Linked DNA regions of Ovis canadensis: region 1 is linked to region 2. Evidence: chromatin contacts called from public Hi-C data. All regions are on one chromosome and are shown on one strand. The core of a region is the stretch at or near the end of the contact, and the rest is flanking DNA. Distances in the headings are between cores, read along the strand shown.

Region 1 (6,754 bases), core at 1,269-3,768, 210 kb after region 2:
AACTACTTGTGTTCTGAAACATTTCTTCCTACATGCTCTTTTAAAACTACATATTAAACACACATGTACAAAAATACATTATAGCTTATGACAAACACTATCCCTTCCTGTTTTATATTCAACACTTAACAACTCAAACGTATAATATCTCTGTTTTGGCCTTTTTTTAAGGTCATTATTAACTAAGTACAATAAAAGACCATGAATTCTGAATTCTAAGACTCTGTAGGGACTTAAGCATATTAATACTGTATGTAAATAAATGCTAATCATACGTGATCATACCTATTACTAAAGGAGGCCTAACCATTTCTATCCTCAAAAGTACCATTCCAGCAGTTCTTTCTAATCTACTTGAAAATAGGACCCTTGTTTTTAAAACAGTGCATGATTCACATTTTTTTATGCTTCAAACTAGCTTTGAGACCACCGGTCTGATTTAGTAATATTTTATTACAAATTCATAACCGGGTTCAGTGTAAGGCTTTCCGATCATACAACAGGTTTCTGAAAGCAGTATTTATCTGAGCTATGACGGTAACGGGCAACGAGATGTTAAGGATGATAACAGAAAACACTACCCTATCTAGTATCAACCCTTTAGATAACAGAGATTGATTATTAAGAGCTCCAAAATCCCAGGAGATTTCACAGAGGGGGAAAGGAGCTAAGTCGGGACATAAGGGCATTTTGTAAACAGCTTGAAGTCACAAGCCTTCACAAATGGTAGAGTGAGGCTAATAACCCATTTAAAATCTAATTAATCTAGCATTCCAGAATTAAATGTAACAACTGCTTGATACTACTACTCTAACTCAATTCTGAATTTTACAAAAAGTTCACAACAGAATGTATAGATGTGAAGTGTGACAGGCACTATAGAGCCTCGAAAATTCCTATTCCTTCCTCAGTTTTTACAGGCGAAGCACACGTTCTAAAAAAGCGAAATGGATTCCAAAAGCTTGGGGGGCCAAAACGCCTTTGGCGTTGAAAGACACCAAATCCCACTCTACCGCAAATGTGTTTTGACTAGAGGTTACTATCTTCATACTTAAAGCGAAATCTGGATTACTTTTAAAACGGTTCCCCTAAATAACGTAGGAAAACTTGAACGCGCAATTTAGACTGTATTGAAGTGGCTGATGGTGGTGGGGCGTGGGGGTAGTTTCCACCCAGTAAGCTATATTTCTAGGGTTAAAAAAAAGAAAGAAAGAAAAAAAAAAAAACAGCCAGAGAATCTTCTGATTAAACGCTGGGTTGTAAATGAAACTTATTTGTGTCCTTTACGTCCTCTTAACTCCTATGTTCGTGTGGTAGGGCAAACGGAGGAAACCCCTTCTAGCAGACTTTGCCAAAATGCGTACTTGCATCACAAGAGGCTGGGGCCCTCCTACTCTCCTTCCTTCAACCCCCAAAACGTTTAAAGCACGGGGAGGGACAGGGGTACGAAAGAGGGATACCCTAACAGCTGCCAACCCCTCGCCTCCGATCGCGCCCCTTCTCTCCAGAGCTAATTTTTGCGCGAGGTGCACGGTTGGAGTCTTCCTCGGTGGTGGCAAACAGGGGAAGATGTGCCCCGCTCTCACCCAGGGGGAAGAGGAAGAGGAAGGAAAGGAAGAAAGGAAGGGGGTGCCGATCACCCGCTGGGCCCTCCCGCGTCTGCACCCGGGGCCTTGCACCCGTGCAAGGGCCCGCTCGTCCCGCGCCCCGGCCACCCTCTCCAGGGAGCCGCCGGGCCAGCCGGGCGCAGCCCACACACCCGCGGGGGCGCCGAGACACAAGCTGTAGAACCAAGAGCTAGTCACCACTCACCGCAGCGCACCGAGGCCAGCAGCAGAACCACTACCAGGGGCCACATCTCCGCGCCCGCCGCTGGGTCGCCGCAGCCGCCGCAGGCGTCTAGAGCAGGCGCCGCAGCAGACACAGAGAGGACCCGCCGCCACCTTCTGTCACAGGCAGGACCCGCTGCCCAGGCTGCCTGGCCGCGCGCGCGCGCGCGCTCCCGACGCCCCCCCTTCCGACGCCCGCGCGGGCCGCGCACGCGCACTCGGCCTCCCCTCAGCCCCGCCTCGGTGGCTGTTGACGCCGCGCCCTCCAGACTCGCAGCTTCCAGTTCCCGCTCCCGCCTGCTCCCTGGCGGTGGCGCGCGCGGGGCTTCCCGGTCACGCCCCGCGGCCCCTGGCCGCCTCCTCTCACGTCAATGTCCGCACACCGCCCCCGCTACCCGCTGGAGGCTGAGTGTGTGTTCTCCCGCTCACCGGGGACCTCACTGCACCTGTCCCTGTCTGCTGTTCCCTTTTACCTCCCTGGGGACCCCCTGTCTTATCTCCACTGGTCCTCTCCTGCGTTCACGCCCAGCCTCACGCTTCAGGAACCCCCTCCCCAGGCGCTGCTCCGTGGCGCTCCCTCGGAGCCCACTTCCCTCTGGACCCCACAGTGGCTCGCCTCTCCCTCCATCCAACGTCCTCCCGCGCGATGGGACCTCCGCGGCTCCACACTTCTCACCCCTCTCCATTTCCCCCGGAGCTCGGCCGCCTGCAGTGGGAGCGCTCACCGTGTGGGGGCATCTCAACGCTTCCCCCGCCGGCAGCGAGCCCGGAGGGACCACGCCTAGGACAGGTCGCAGGCGGTCGCGTGTCCTCTGGGAACTTCCACTCGCTGCTCGTGGGCTGCCGGGCCCTCCGGGGTTCACCGCGTCCCGTCTGCTTTGGTTTTCCCGGCCGCTCTCAGATCCTCCATTCTTTTTCTCGCCTAGTTCTGTTGTGTTTTCAACCTTTGAAAGGGATTACTCAAATTCCATTCGTGGTGGTGAACACTTTGTTGTTGTTCAGTTTCTAAGTCCTGATGCTGAAACCCTAGCAACCATCAGGGGTGGTCGCAACGGTTAGCAGAAGTATCCACGATGCCCCTTCCTGCAAAGTCATTGGGCCTGGTTAGTTCCCTCGCAGTGGTCCCTCTTCTATGCTGTTTGAGTTTACCTTGCTTAAAAAATGGGTTCAAAGTATGTCTCCAAGCCACAGTGTGGACAAGTTCTTTGATTAGCTCTCTGAATCACACAGACCACATCATTTATACAGAAGCAAATTCCCTTTTAGAACTCCCTTTAACATTTACCCTAAATGATGAAAATGCTTGCTGAAAAGTCATGCTTCGTGACTGCTGTATTGGCATGCATATTATCAACTTAAAAATTACATGCAATCTAAATGTTGAGCATTAGGTTTTATTCAGCAGAATTTTTAGAAGGTAAGCCAGGGAGGGAACCTCTCAAATAACCCTGAGAGAACTGCTCCAAAAAGGTAAGGGGGGAGGAGCCAGGTTACATAGAAGCTTTGCAACAAAGGGCAGGTAATCTGAACATGAGAAGGTTATTGTTAATTAAAGAAACCCAGATATCCCAAGTTAAGGAATTTAGTACTTTTCTATGTATGGAAGGGACTTCCCTGGTGGTTCAGAGGTAAACAATTTTCCTACCAGTGCAGGAAACGGGGGTGCAATCTGTGGTTTTAATCAGTGGGTGGGGAGGATCCCCTGGAGAAGGAAATGGCAACTGGTTCCCAGTATCCTTGCCTGGGAAATTCCCATGGACAGAAGAACCTGCTGGGCTGCAGTCCGTGGGGTTAGGTAGCAAAGAGTCAGACACAACTTAGTGACTAAACCGTAACAACTGTGTATGGGAAGATGCAAGAGTCTGGGCTCATTGAAATCATTCCTTTTATAGGTATCTCAGCTACCTGGCCAGCATCCTGTGTTTTCACTCTTGAGCTTTCTTTCCCCAGGGCTCATAACAGAGTTTGGCTATTATGCTGGCTGCTAGATAGCAGGTATTCTTCTACCTAAGTTCCCTTAGGGCTCACCTGCTCACACCAGATGGGTGCAATCGCTGATGATTGTGACATCCTTATGTACCAACATGGTTGGAAGTATTCCATTTCTCAATATCCACTGCTCCCTTGGTTGTTTTTCACTCATCTGGTGGAAAACAAAAAATCTTCCCACCACAATATTCCAGTCCTCCAAATCCTCTACCCATGGTGTCTCTTTCATTGCATCCCCTTAGTAATAAAATCCAGGAAATAAAATTACCACTCTCTGACCTTCTGTGGCATTGTATTATATATACTGCATAACTTTCCCTTTGATTGTGTGTGTGTGTGTGTGGGTGTAAATCTCTTCCCCACAGCATTATCCATTTTTTACAATCAGAGAGGGAATATTAAGTATTCCCTTCTCCAAGACTTCCTGTTGAACTAGGCAAACAGAAGGGGTTTTAATAAACGTGTAGATGTGACTTGAGGCAAGCATTGCTCCAGTGAAATTTGATTGTTTTTTAATGATTAAAAAAAGAATGAAAGAAAGAAAAAACAATTGCCTGGCAGATATCTTACTAAAACAATGGTTAATAATTATGATGGTAATGATTTGAATGACAGCTTTGACACCCTGAGGCTACCAAAGGGACTGATGGATTCTCCTCCAACTGCTGCTTCTGTGGATACAAAAGAATCATCCATCAGACTTTGAGCATTCGGGACATTGTGTATCACAGAGCAGCTGGTTGGCTAAATAAGGCTGTCAGCTGTCCCTGAGATCCACCAACCCCCCTAAAGCTGAAGAATGACTGGGGAGGACTGTCCCTAACCTTCAGAGGTGGAGATCAGTGATGCTCTGTTTTATTGTGGGAACTGCTGACATCATGTGCTTAAGGTAGTTTGTGAAGAAAATGGAATAGCTTAAGCCAGGTGAATGAGAGGCCACCTGGGTGACCACCTCTGCCTTGGGAATCTGACCAGGATATGTTTTGATGGTGGGGCATGAGGAGGCCTGTTCTGGGAGAGACGATCCAAAGCAACCTACCTAGGTTTGATGATTTTCTCTTTGAGATAACTTGGGCTCCTTTCTCAAGTATCTAAGCACCTCATTTTTGTGGTTTCCCTTTTAACATTTGCAAGCATTTTGTGGGGCGGGGGTGGGTTTTGAGCTCATCTTATCTTTACGTAAGGAGTTTTCTTGGATAGAAAGCAAAAGAATAATGCATAGAATATTTTGAACAGAGGTAATACACATTAGGTATATTACCTAAATCTTCACAACAACCTTGGAACGGGTTTTAGGATCTTCATTTCAGTGACAAAGAAGCAAAGGGAAAGAGGGATGATGAGCACATTGTCTATGGTCCTTTGTGTCTAACTCATTTGCCCTCTTTTTCCTACTTTCTCTTTTCACTCTGTAACATCAAAGATGTTATAGTTTCCCCTTTGTAGATAAATAAACTCACAAGCCCAAACAATTGCTACCCTTTCCCATCATCATTACCCTTACAGATAAGGAAGGTGAACTTTGCTCAGGGAGGGGATGGTGGTTAGTCTGACTCCAAGGCCGGCGAAAATGTTCACAAGCGTCCCTTCTCAAGTCATGATCAGCTCCCCTTTCTTTCCGGTTCTGTCTCAACAGCACACCTACTTCTATCTTTCTCCCCAAACTGTATCTACATCCTACCACGTGGCCCATATTGTTAGGGTATTATCTAAAAATTTATGTTGATACAGTTGTGTCCTTACCACAATTTTTCATTCAACTGGAACCTTTTTTTCTTCCCATGTTGGTGTGCCATGCATGATCCTTGATACTCTGGAGAGTTAGCTCAGAACTGTACCTGCCTAACTGTGCAAGGCCTACGCTTTGTGGAGGGCCAGATACACCTTTTGATGTAAGTGAACCTACATCGAATGATCCCACAGTAGACCAAAGCCCAGGATTCCCCCACTGTAAGTTCAGGGCCCCTTCTCTGTATTTTCCGTTGTTTGGTACATATCAGTTACTTTGTTATGTTAAAACATACCTGTTTGTGTTGCTTTCTTCCTGTTCAATAGTAACTCCTTCCTAAGCCCAATGAGGGGAGAGGCCACATGAGTCTTGTTCTCTGCTAGCCCCATTGCCTGGCACACAAGAGGTAATCAAAAATCGGTCATTAAGATGATGAATGAAAGAATGATCAACAACCTCTCAAGGCCAGGAACTCTATTTGCTATGATTGTCTGGCAAAGTATCCATCAAAAGGGGATGCTCCATGAACTGCACTAATGAGCTAACCCTGATGGTTTTCTGGTACATAAGAGACTTTTATCACCATTAAGTTCCATTTTGGGGCTTATCAGTCATCAAGTTAGTTGCAGTACATGATGAGTATTATCTCTCTTAGTGTTTCTGAATATAATTTGAGGGAGGTGCTATTTGTAATGAAGATTCTTGTATTTTTAACAGTTCTGGCCAATGTGATCCTAGCTAATTTTCATGCCCCGGTCAAGCATTTTACACTTGTAACAATGGACTTTTCCTTGCTGGGACTATTCTATTTTCAAGCTTCTGTACTTCAGTCATGCTGTTCCCTCTGCCTCATGTGTCGTCCCCCACATTTTTTCCCCTCTCTCTTCAAGCCAAAGAATTCCAACTCATCCTTCAAGACTAAGATCAAATTTTACCTCTTCTACGTAGCTTTTCTCAACCTTATTTTTCCTTTTTCTCTTAACTCTCTCTACCACTTTTAAGGTCTAATGACCTCTTCTATTACACTTTGTTCATGCCTCAATAAACATTGTGGTATGAAACAGTTGTATTCATGACACAGTAAAATGTGTCAATATATATTTCTTTCTATATACCTGTCCTCTTCTATCATGTTATCAATGAAAAAAATGAAATGTTTCTGGGTCTATTTGTATCTCCAGGGTCTGGCACAGTACCTGGTTGAGTT
Region 2 (6,899 bases), core at 4,132-6,631:
TTTGGCATAGTCAATAAAGCATGAGTCTTACAGTTCTCTAAGTCATTATTTCAGTCACATACCTTCACCAAGGGTTCTGCTGTATGCTCTTTTTCCCAGTAGAGTCCTTCTTCTTGGCCTAAATCCAGTCTTAAGTTTGTACCCAAAATGGACAAATGCTCCTTGGGAAGCAAACTATTGGTAATGTAAGCTCACTTAGAAATTTTAGTTTATTTAATTCTCTTTGCATCCATAGCTCTTCAGTATCTTTAATGATATTTGAAATGTATGTTTTCTTTATTTTTCTTTTGCTATGGTATAGATGTTAGCCTGCTGTGACCTTTTACAGTTTATCCATAGGTAAAAGTCCCTCTCAGATGCATAAAGGGTTAAAAATTTTGGAGTTGGAAAGGACTTTGGCATTTACCTAATACAGATACCTCACTGGATAAATAAAAAAAATAGATACCAAGAATGGTAAAGTGTTTTATCCTAGACTCCAAACTAATCATGCTAGAAATTAGACCTGAGAAAAGCTTTGAGGTGGGCCTCCTGATGCTAAGTTCCACATTCAGGAGGACAAGAAGGAGAAAAAGAGACAGAGATAAAAAGTATATACCATGGCAAGGTCTCCACCTGAAAAAGAGAGTAATATTGGAGTCTCTGTTGTAGTCATTCAAAAGATCAGCCCTCAAAAATTCATGTTGGAAAACCTAGCTAAGGCCTTCTGAGTCAATCATAAAATCTAACATTTGCTTATTTCTGCTTTTCCTACCTTGTTTGAAAACAGGATTTAAAATGGCATGCCAATAATAAGAGCTCCTCCAGGGAAGGTTACAGACGGGGCAAATAGGAAGGATATGTGAAGAATGGGAAAGCCTGTTATCAGAAAGCTGAGAACATTATCCTTGGCAGAAGGATATTGGTAGCAGATGAAATTTCAGGGTGTTGTGGATATTGGAGGCTCATAAATTACTCTGCTCGATAGAATAACTGAGACAAAGACTGGATTCATGTCCTCAAAAACATAATAAGTAAATCTTTCTATCTCTTTCTGAAGGGAGAGTTTATCACTGTCATCTTTCTCCCCTCTATCATTGTTGAGCTAATCAAAGTTTGAAAGGAAGGAAAGAGAGTGTAGGATTAATGAGACCAGATTCTGGAACCTGGAGCAGAGTGATTCATTCTTTCCCAAGATGTATACACACAGACACAGACACAGACACACCCCCCCCCCCCCCACACACACACCCAGCTGCAAGATTCAGGGGGAAGACAGATTCCCTTGGACCCAATCTTAACTAAAGAGCTTCTGGGAAGACTTCTTGGGCAGAGCATCTAGAAAAATTGGACTTGTAAGCCATTTTGGCCTTTCATTTCCTTCCTTTTTCCTGGAGCAATGCCTACAGGTGCCAGGGACACAAAACCTTCTCAATAAGGATGACAGAGCTGGCAGACAAGTTTAGCTGCCTATTCCAGACCTGAACTGGCCTCCCCAGGCTTCCTAACTTGTTGTATGAGACAATTAAGTTCCTTACTTGGGACTTCAGTGGTTCAGACCCTGTGCTTCCACCACAGGGGTCATAGGTTTGATCTCTGGTGGGGAAACTAAGATTCCACAAGCAGAGAAATGCTCCCCCCCCAAAAAATATATAAATCCCTTACATGCTTAAAAAAAGGAGCAAAACACCCTTCCTGAGATGCTCCACACATTTCTACAAACACATCAAGCCCTCACCTCACACATGACATAGGAAGAACCATTTGAATTTACAGAGAGTCAAACCCTGAGAAGATACTTTAAAGTAAAGGTGATTTTTATGTTTGACATTTAATATGATAGTTGTATGTTTATTTAACATTTGTGATATTTTGTCCTATTCTTGATTGAAATTTTATGTCTCTACTCAAGCCTAGAATGGGCGTTGCTAAGCAGTTTAGCAATGTAAATAAGTAACATGGTGGGGTTCAGGATCAGTGGGAAGGAATATGTTCAGGCTTCTTAGAGAAAACACACTGTATTTAAGGATATTATCTCATTACTGTCTACATGCAAATGTGTACTATTTGTAAATGATTCACATCTCTTCATTCAGTTCAGTTCAGTTCAGTCACTCAGTCACGTCCGACTCATTGTGACCCCATGAAGCGCAGCACGCCAGGCCTCCCTGTCCATCACCAACTCCCGGAGTTTACCCAAGCTCATGTCCATTGAGTCAGTGATGCCATCCAACCATTTCATCCTCTGTTGTCCCCTTCTCCTCCTGCCTTCAATCTTTCCCAGCATCGGGGTCTTTTCAAATGAATCTGTTCTTCCCATCAGGCGGCCAAAGTATTGGAGTTTCAGCTTCAACATCAGTCCTTCCAATGAACACCCAGGACTGATCTCCTTTAGGAGGGACTGGTTGGATCTCCTTGCAGTCCAAGGGACTCTCAAGAGTCTTCTCCAACACTACAATTCAAAAGCATCAATTCTTCTGTGCTCAGCTTTCTTTATAGTCCAACTCTCACATCCATACATGACTACTGGAAAAACCATAGCCTTGACTAGACGGATCTTTGTTGACAAAGTAATGTCTCTGCTTTTGAGTATGCTAAGTTGGTCATAACTTTCCTTCTAAGGAGTAAGCGTCTTTTAATTTCATGGCTGCAATCACCATCTGCAGTGATTTTGGAGGCCAAAAAAATAAAGTCAGCGACCATTTCCACTGTTTCCCCATCTATTTGCCGTGAAGTGTTGGGACCGGATGCCATGATCTTTGTTTTCTGAATGTTGAGCTTTAAGCCAACTTTTTCACTCTCCTTTCACTTTCATCAAGAGGCTCTTTTGTTCTTCTTCACTTTCTGCCATAAGGGTGGTGTCATCTGCATATCTGAGGTTATTGATATTTCTCCCGGAAATCTTGATCCCAGCTTGTGCTTCTTCCAGCCCAGCGTTTCTCATGATGTACTCTGCATGTAAGTTAAATGAGTAGGGTGACAATATACAGCCTTGACATACTCCTTTTCCTATTTGGAACCAATCTGTTGTTCCATGTCAATTCTAACAGTTGCTTCCTGACCTGCATACAGGTTTCTCAAGAGGCAGGTCAGGTGGTCTGGTATTCCCATCTCTTTCGGAATTTTCCAGTTTATTGTGATCCACACATTCAAAGGGTTTGGCATAGTCAATAAAGCAGAAATAGATGTCTTGTAGCAATTTCTGTGACCAATCCCCATTTCTTTAAAATTATCCACTGTTGATGATAGCTAGCGTTTCTTGAGTGCTTGCTATGCACAAGGCATTTTCCTTAGCAAGGAACACTTTGGCAAGTCTATTGCATTTCATCTTTACAGTAGATCTATGAGGTAGGTATGGAGAAGGCAATGGCACCCCACTCCAGTATTGTTGCCTGGAAAATCCCCTGGACGGAGGAGCCTGGTAGGCTGCACTCCATGGGGTCGCTAAGAGTCGGATACGACTGAGCGACTTCCCTTTCACTTTTCACTTTCATGCATTGGAGAAGGAAATGGCAACCTACTCCAGTGTTCTTGCCTAGAGAATCCCAGGGACAGCGGAGCCTGGTTAGCTGCCATCTATGGGGTCGCACAGAGTCGGACACGACTGAAGCGACTTAGCAGCAGCAGCAGCAGCAGCAGCATGAGGTAGGTATAACTATTATTCTCCTTTAAAACTAAGGAATTTGAGACTAGCAAGGTTGAGTAACTTGCTCAAGGACACATAGTAAAGGGGGAGGTCAGTTCAGTCTGACCCAAAAGCCCATGTGCTAATAATTTTATACTTATCAGAACGATCTTTCAATAGCTCCTTGAAACTTAGTGGTGCAAATCTTTCTTTATGAGTGTTTGTGACTCATAAAGATTGTGGCTGGTTCCTAAACAACAACTCCATTCTTTCTTCTAGTCTCTGTTGGTCCTGTTAGGGACCAGTCTTCTCTCTCAGATAGTGGTAGTCAAGCTGAGTTGCCTGAAGCACAAAAAAGAGAAATGAGCAATTTGGGGAAGCAAGACTGACCTGGTATCTTGTCTGCAGCATCCCCCTGGCTGGGCTCCAGCGCATCCTTTACTTATTGCATAGCCTGAGGCCATTACCTTTGGTTTTCCTCACCTGTAATACTGGAACATTATTGATGTTGCAAGGGTGGGAAGGGACAGTAATGAAGTACTGTAAGTGCATAGGTCAGTGCAGACACATGATAGTATTTGTCAAAGAGAAGTTCCCTTCCCCTTCCTCGTCTTATCGTTAATGCATCCTTGTGGAGTAGCTCTCTTCAAAGTTAGCACCTTGTCTAGGAGATTTTTTAGGGCTTCCCTGGTGGTTCAGATGGTAAAGAGTCTGCCTGCAATGCCTGGGTCGGGAAGATCCCCTGGAAAAGGAAATGGCAACCCACTCCAGTGTTCTTGCCTGGAAAATCCCATGGACGGAGAAGCCTGGCAGGGTACAGTCCATGGAGTCACAAAGTCTGACACGACTAACACTTTTACTTTCACTAAGAGATTTTTGGAACACATTGCTGATATTCACTTTGCAAATAACTGGAGGAGGATTGTGAGGTCACCTTTAGGCAAGCAATTCTTCACTTCTTATTTTGTCTTCATAATTCTAATATGGTTGACTCTTGAACACAGGGGAAGGTCAGCGATACTCACATAATGGAAAATCCATGTATGACTTTTGACTCCCCCCAAATTTGACTATTAATAACCTACTCTTGACGAAAAACCTTATTGATAATGTAGTTGATTAACCTGTATTTTGTATGTTATGTGTACATCTCTCTATATTTTATGCACTCATGTCATACCTTACTTTGTCTTACTTTTTTTCCAATTTTTTTTTAGGCTATGTGGTTTGTCTGTGAGTTTGTTCAAATTGCTGCAGATCTCCAAAATTTTTTCCAATAAATTTACTGAAAAAGAAATTTGTATATAAGTGGACCTGCACAGTTCGAATGCATGCTGTTCAAGGGTTAACTGGACTTGCTTTTCATGTAGTCCTTTACTTTAAATGTTACCCCAAATCCCCACTTGACATAAAGATTTCTTGTCTTCCCTCCCCCTTCACTCCAACAAAGAAATACCCTAATAACTTACCCAGGAAGTAGAATCCAGGATTTCTTTTCTTTGTCTGTAGTCATGCGAAGTTGAACAGCCCTGCTTTACTGGGGGACATTTTTCTCCTGTGATAAATTTGACTTCATGACAAACTCAGGCCGTTGGCCTCCAGGTGGAGCTGCATGAAAGACAGAAAGAAGGGAAAAGAGAAAAACACCAGGTTGGTGCCCCAGAGACGCCAGTGACAATGAAACAATGGTGATGTGGCGTCCTTAGGGCATTGCGGGACGAGAGTGACTTGTGAAATGATTCAACCGGTTTAATTCCACAAGAATTTGAAGAGACTGCCAATGTGCTTAGCCAGCCCAGGGTGTGATGCGAGAGGAATGAGACACTGCCTCCATGGAGCTGGAAGTCTGAGAGTGGAAGTCTGAGACAGACACTTGAAGGAAGAACACGTAACACGGGTGCATGCGTGCTCAGCTGTATCTGACTCTTCGTGACTCCATGGACCCGTAGCCTGGCCGGCTCCTCTGACCATGGGATTTCCCTGGAAAGAATGCTGGAGTGTGTAGCCATGCTCTTCTCCAAGGGATCTTTCTGACCTAGGGATCAAACATGCATCTTCGGCATTGCAGGCAGATTCTTCACTGCTGAGCCATGAGGAAGCCCAGAACCCATCACACTCAGTGGTAAACTGTGGTGCAGCCTAGCTCAGGGTTCCATAGATGACAGAAAGGCTAGTATCTTTTTTTTTTTTTTTTTTTGCTTGCTCTTCTATTCCAGGTACTAAATTATATGGGTTAAATCGATTATACTCATTTAATTTAATCCTAAAAATGAGCCTTTGACATAAGCCCATTTTGATAGTGAAGAAATTGAAATGCAAAGAGATTAAGTAACCTGTTAAGGACCCAACAGCAAGCAAACTATGGGATTTCAATTTGGATCTGTCTGAATACAACACCCAAGCCCTCAGATAGCTGAGAGCCACTTACTCGCTGTAGGACTGAGCCCTCCTAACTTTGATGTGCCTCAGTTTCCCTATGTGATGAATGGAGCTAGTAGCAGTGTACTAGAATCGCTTGGGGGTAATGCTTTGCCTATACCCTCCGGTCTGGCAATCTGCCTCTCACCTTGTTGTTGTTTAGCGTCGTGTCTGACTCTTTGTAACCCCATGGACTGTAGCCCACCAGGCTTCTCTGTCCATAGGATTTCTCAGGTAAGAATACTGGTGTAGGTTGCTGTTTCCTTCTTCAACGGCTCTTTCCCACCAAGGGATTGAACCCATGTTCTTGTGCATTGCAGGCAGGAATTCTGCCTCTCACCTTAGCCCCTGATAATCAGGCTTTGTGGCGCTCTCAGCACATGATTCTGCTCTAGAATAAGTCTGCAGACCAGGGGGGCACTTGATGCAAGGGGTGGAAGTAGAGAGTGACAATTCACAAAGCCACCTCAATTTTGCGTGTCCCAAGACCTGATTGCTCAATGTTTCCTAGATTCCTGTGAGACTGCACTACAACCTTGCAACAATCCCCCCAACCTCCATTCCTTCCTGTTTTCTTGGGTTGAATTGAGCTTTTGTTACCTGTGACCAACAGATCCCTGACTAGAACAAACGCTTTGCTCATAGGGTTATTGTGAAGTGTCCACCAGATAAGGTAAATTACAAAGGGCAAGACTGATGAGACGAGAGCTATTTATCTTAGTGAGTAAAATAGCAATTTGGCCTTTATAATTGAGTCCTGGGATACTCAGTTTATGGAATGCTTCATTATGTTGAAAGGAGGATATGCACAAATTTGAAGGCTGCTTTTCCTTCCAGGAGGAATCAAAGTGGCTGATATTCATGTCAGACTAAAGAC

Evidence for each region. A called contact is a pair of places that touch in the nucleus more often than the background predicts.
Region 1: a Hi-C map of lung shows a contact between it and region 2, with 3 times the contacts expected there. The contact joins the promoter of CD47 here to the enhancer-like site in region 2. A contact is called at or near these places in 2 of 2 Hi-C or Micro-C datasets (fibroblasts and lung).

What each region holds. Positions count from the first base shown.
Region 1 is chr1:176,187,404-176,194,157 of ARS-UI_OviCan_v2, forward strand. It overlaps CD47 (CD47 molecule), which reads right to left and starts at 2,519. Exons shown (of 9, transcript XM_069552636.1): 1 at 1,813-2,519. The coding sequence starts at 1,858.
Region 2 is chr1:175,973,865-175,980,763 of ARS-UI_OviCan_v2, forward strand. No RefSeq gene overlaps it. Among named protein-coding and RNA genes, the nearest start is that of CD47, 210 kb to the right of the region's middle. Within about 2 kb of position 5,382, the one cell type or tissue checked has open chromatin away from gene starts, as enhancers often do. A contact at or near this core is called in fibroblasts, where this site is marked.